Regions from separate parts of the Arachis hypogaea genome. Here region 2 is linked to region 1. A link is a contact called in public Hi-C data. All regions are on one chromosome and are shown on one strand. The core of a region is the stretch at or near the end of the contact, and the rest is flanking DNA. Distances in the headings are between cores, read along the strand shown.

Region 1 (2,822 bases), core at 144-2,643:
TTTAAATAGTGTTAATTTTATTTTTTTATTTTAAAATATTTGATTAATGATTATGTTTATCATATATTTATAATTATAAAGATTTTAATATTTATAAATTTAAAAATTATAATTTTTTTATGTCTTTAAAAAATATAAATTTATTAAAATAATTGTGGAATTATATATTATTAATATTTAATGTTAAAAAAATGATTCTGAGAGATTTGGCCCGCCAACTCATTAGTCCACCTTTAAGTGGGATGGAAGAAAATTTTCGACCGCCTTACTAAATGGGCGGAACAAACTAGTCCGTTTGCCACTTCTAATTACAGTATATAAGAAATGAATCTTCTTAAACTTTCTCTCTCAATTATTTGATAAAATATATTTTTTAATCATTCAATATCTTTTTTTATTTTTTTATTTTATTTAAAAAATATAAAATAAAAGATCACACTTTATTAAATAATTAAAAAATTAAAAATTCATTTTTTAATATATATTAAAAATTCATTTTTTAATATATATTAAAAATAAACTAAATTACGTGTATAATGTAAAGCAAGGCACGTATAATGTATGAGTTATGCTCTGACTCAGATCAAAGTACACCATGTTCAGAAGTAGTTGCACGTTTTTATTCTAAGAACATCAAAAACACAACAATAGGATGCAATTTCTTTATACTTTCTTGGAAATTAAAGCGAGAGGATGAATCAGATAGAGTTTGGGTTTCATAAATTCTATAAGCTTGATTTGAGGCATGTTCTTATTAGAAGAGAAAGTATAAAGAATTAATTTTTAGTTAATTATTAATATTAGTTAATTTTTAAAATTTTTTAATTTAAGATTTAAAATTAAAAATATATAATTTAAATCTAAAATTTAAAATAAATAAAATAATTTTAAAAAGAATAATTGATATTGATTAAAAAATTTGACTTTTTAATATTACATTGATCTTAAATATAATACTAGTAATAGTATTTTATTCAGAATATTTATTTTTAATTAATCTAAATATTTATACTAACCTGCTACTATTCATATATAAGCTATTTATCCTTTATTCGAATAGGTTTGTTGTATCATTATTGTGTCATTTCTTAAAGTTATTTATTTTCTGAAAATAATGTCATATATTTTTTTTTTACTTTAAAAGAAAAGAAAAATGTATACCCTAGATATACATGGCTATCAAATTCTAGATAGTATGCACATATAAAAGAGTTGACTTATATACATTCAAAAATATCAGCATCCAATATATAGTAGCCTCTAGAAAAATATTAAGGCAGTTAATTGGACCTTAAAAATTTCAAAGGATTTTGGGAGACCAGGGGACAAGAACGGTCAATATTCAACTAACCTGCATTTCTTCTACGGTGCTAGAAATTAAAATTGAACAAAGTGCCAACTAGACAACGTACCATGATGAAAATGTCCAAGCATGTGAAAGAGAAAGATTATAGGTTGGACACTATTAATTATCTTTTCCGCTTATGTGAACTTGGCATCTTCAAATTAAGGGAATTAACAATGATAATTTGATAGCAACGAAAATATCTTTACGAAAAATGGTAAAAAGTTATCAAAATTTATTATTATTTTTAGTTAATATATAATTTAATTTTTTTAGTTTAATATTCTAATAATATACTTTAACTTATATTTTAAATATTAATAATTAATTAATAATTAAAAAATAATAAATTCTCATTATTTTTTAAAATTTCTTTATTTTCATTCCTTAAAATCTTTGGACAATCATCAATTTCATGTAAAAAAATAGCATTACGAGGATATGTAGTAGTAAACTGACGTAAAAAGTAGTAAGTAATTTTTTATTTTTTATTTTATTTTATTTTTAATAATGTGAGAAGGAACTAATCTCTCAACTAGTTTACACTGATAGACTACTTAGTCTCTCTTAGTCTCTCTCTCATAATCTCTGAACTGCTTTACACTGATACCTCAATCAAATTGTCTATTAGAGGTTATAAAATTGCTTTGCTCTCTCTCACAATACCAACTCATCCCACTAATTCTAATAATATTAAATAAATAAAATAAAAATTATATTGATATCTAAAAATTTAAAACTAGCCGTTGTTGGAATGCCAGTTTATTTCTTATATGATGCTGAGATTGGTGATTAGCACCAATATGGTAGAAGAAAAGTAAAGTGATGAAATAGAGAAAGTAGAAATTGTTACGGTCGATTATCCTTTTTTTTTTCTTTGACAAAATACAGATCGTATTTAGTGATTATATTATTTTATTTTTTATTTTTCAAAAAAACACAAATCGACTTCGATGATTTTTTTATTTTTTGAAAAACGCATGCTTTTTAATATATTTTTTCGAAGAAATACAGATTGTCTTCGACCATATTACTCTTTTTTATTTTTATTTTTGTAAAAACACAAATGATTCCTACTGATTGACTTTTTAAAAATTGTCCTTTTATATTTTGGAAAATACAAAAAAAATATATCATATTTTGAAAATTCACGCATACGTCCCAATTATGAAATTTTTTTCCTTGGGATGCATGCTAGTTTAAATCATAAGGAAATATTTGACGTGTAATTTCTATGTGTATTTTTTCTTTTATCTTCGTTGTTTAGTTGTACGTTTGTTTATGTATTTGATCAGCATAATTTATTGGTCAGAATTATAGTTCAAGCCAACTTTAGAGATGTTTATGTTTCTCAAAATCACAAAAAAGGTGTTTGTTAAATAAAAAAAAAAAAACGTAAGTTATGATTCAAATGATAGTCTTTTCATATTCATCTACGAGGTCGTGGATTCAAATTTCTTTATTTTTGGTAAAAAAA
Region 2 (2,947 bases), core at 378-2,877, 110 kb before region 1:
TAAAAAGAGAAAGTTAACTTATGGTAGATGGATTATACTGTGTCTTACGAGTTGGGCCAAAATTTAAAGAAAAGGATTATCTATGATCATGATTCCCGGATGTGAAACATTCACATTTTTAGATGAAAGAGTTATTCCTAGGCTGACACTACATCTACAAGGATTTTCACATATGAATTTATACGTAAACCTTGCTACTCTGAAATATATTTAGAAAATTGTTGGTCTGCGTTAATTTTATAGTTAATTTTCTTCTTTTTTTTTTTTTTGTTTGTCTGTTAAAAATGTTGGTCTATAGAGTTGTCCTTTTCAAAAATCATCAATAATTAATACTTGCCGTGAGAAAATAATGCATGTACCCAATGAAATCATCCTTTTAGAATTTTCAAATCAAATTGGTTAAGGACTTCAAAAGCCCATAATTTCCAAACAATCTCACAACTTATAAAAGTTTTCCATGAAAGGAAAACCAAATAAAGGGGAAATAAAATCAAAATTCAATCAATGAAGAATGGAAAAATCAAACAGCAATTAAATCAACACGTAAAAAAAGTACACGTACGCACCTGACCCAACTTGGAGGCCTGCCTCACTGGCGGAGACTTGAGGGAGAAAACGGACATCGGCGACGGCGGGTCTGAAGGGGCGAAAAACTCATCGGAGAAAGCCAAAGAAGCATACTCATCCACCTCATCATCTTCCTCTTCTTCCGGCAATTCCACAGCCTCAACATCCCATAGGACCCAACCCTGTGTACGTAACAGATAAATTATTAAGGGAAGATCAAAATTGATAAGAACTACTCGAATTGAACTACTACTACTAGTGCCGAAACAGATCCAATTAGGCACCATATTTATAATAATATATGTAAATTAAAATATTATTTATACACTAAAATTACCTACAAAAGCAATTTTTATTTATTTTAATGTACACTTAATATGGTTCTATATATAAATACATCGTACTGATTTGAGTTTTGAGTGCAAATGTCGTGAAGTAATAAGATAACAGATTCTGTTTCAACATACACTTGAAATTCCTGCAACAGGGTCGTCGTGAGTGACGGTGTTCCTCCACGGAAGAGTCGCACCGTTCCCTCTGAGAAACTTCCCGCACCAGCTCCGGAGCCTGACCTGGAAACCGTCTCGAACCGGTTCCCACTCGAACTTCCAACTGAGGCTGTTGTCAAACTCTGCCTGGACCACCCTGTTTCCGGTCATCCCAAGGAGGAAAGGGGTTTCCGTAGCGGCAAGATACCTCCCGTGGCAGCTCTTCAGCCGGACGCGGTGGCTGCCGCCGCCGCCGTTGATGTCGTCATCGTTCACGACTTCAACGATCCATTTGGCCCTTCTTGTGTCGCCTTTTCGGCTCTGGTGGACTTTCTCGAGGTCCCGGTCCGCCACGAGGTACTTGTCGAGGTGGCTGCGGAGCTTAACGGCTTTTGCCTTGGTGAAAAACTCCATTAACGGAAAAAACGGTTAGGTGAAGTTGGACACTGAGCTATATGGCTATGAGGGAAGTGCGTGACTTTCAATTTTTTCTGTGCCTGTATAACTCCATATATATTATACTCTCCGTGCCATTATTGTTTGATGATGATGTGCTTATTTTAAGCTGACTAACGTCAATACTAATTAAGAGATATTAAATAAGAGAAATCCTGAAAGATTATCGAAAATTTATTATTTTTGGTTATTATATTTAATTATTTATTAATTTAAGTTTTTTAGTATAATAATTTAATATATTTTAGTCTGTAAAAAGTTAATTAATAGTCAAAAATAATAAATTATAATGACTATTTAGTATTTTTTATTAAATAATTTGAGATAAAGTATTGTTATAATATCTAACCTTTAAATTAAGTGTTTATTTTTTTTTAATATTTGAAATGCTTTATTTCGTTTTATTTTAATTTTTTAGCCATAATTAAAATTTTTTGTCTAAAAACCTTATTTTTTTATTGTTATTTTTTATTATTTAGTCATTTTTGCTCTAAAATTACTGCAACTATCATTCTATAATTACTACAATTATAATTTTTGTCGTTATCTAAAAATAATATAATAACAAAATATTTTAAAAAAATTAATTATGACAATATGACTAAAATAAAATATTTAGAATAAAAATAAAATATATCAAATATTAAAAAAATTATAACTTATTCTAAAAGTTACGAATTAAAATAATATTTTATTTAATAATTTAATATATTTAAATAAATTATTTATTATAATACATATTTATATTTTGTTGGCTATTTTATTTTAATTTATGTATTTATCAATCTATCACTATCATTCTAATTTTACTATTAATAAAATCAATTAAGTAATTTCGTTGTTTAATTTTATATATGTTCTTCCTAGCCTCAAAAAAAATATATGTTCTTCCTAATGTACCCTTGACATAATGACATTGTCAAGTTTTTATTTTTATTCGCTTTTCACAAACTATACTTTTAAGTTACTAATACAATAACAACAATAAAGTCTTGTTTTACTAAGTAAAATTGACTATATAGATCAAACGATAGTTATTGATAAATTTTATTATATATCATATTTATAAAGAGATTGTTACACATAATCTTTATTTGACTACTTTATAAATAATTTTCTTAAAACTTTCTTTACTTTTGTCTATCTTTTATCTTATTCATCTTCTGACTAACTAAAAAATAAAAGGCAAATCCATACTAGATAGTACTAATAAATAGGGTTTAAAAGTTAAGTAAATATATTACTAGAAAAAACACTAGATAGTACTAATAAAGAAGGTTTAAGAATTAAGATAGCGTTTGTTTCGAGGTATTGAAATAGAGATTGAGAGACTGAGACTCAATATTATTTTTGTTGGGCCAGAGACTAGTACTAAAATTTCTGTCTCTGTCCCTAAAATTTCAGTATTTCAGTACCTCCAAAAAGTAGGGACATAA

What was found. A called contact is a pair of places that touch in the nucleus more often than the background predicts.
Region 2: a Hi-C map of leaf shows a contact between it and region 1, with 2.1 times the contacts expected there. The contact joins the promoter of LOC112800959 here to the enhancer-like site in region 1. A contact is called at or near these places in 4 of 8 Hi-C or Micro-C datasets (leaf and an unstated tissue).

The regions. Positions count from the first base shown.
Region 1 is chr5:23,648,327-23,651,148 of arahy.Tifrunner.gnm2.J5K5, reverse strand. No RefSeq gene overlaps it. Among protein-coding and RNA genes, the nearest start is that of LOC140184850, 22 kb to the right of the region's middle. Within about 2 kb of position 1,393, at least 2 of the 3 cell types and tissues checked have open chromatin away from gene starts, as enhancers often do.
Region 2 is chr5:23,758,256-23,761,202 of arahy.Tifrunner.gnm2.J5K5, reverse strand. It overlaps LOC112800959, which reads right to left and starts at 1,627. Exons shown (of 5, transcript XR_011881875.1): 1 at 1,035-1,627; 2 at 567-749.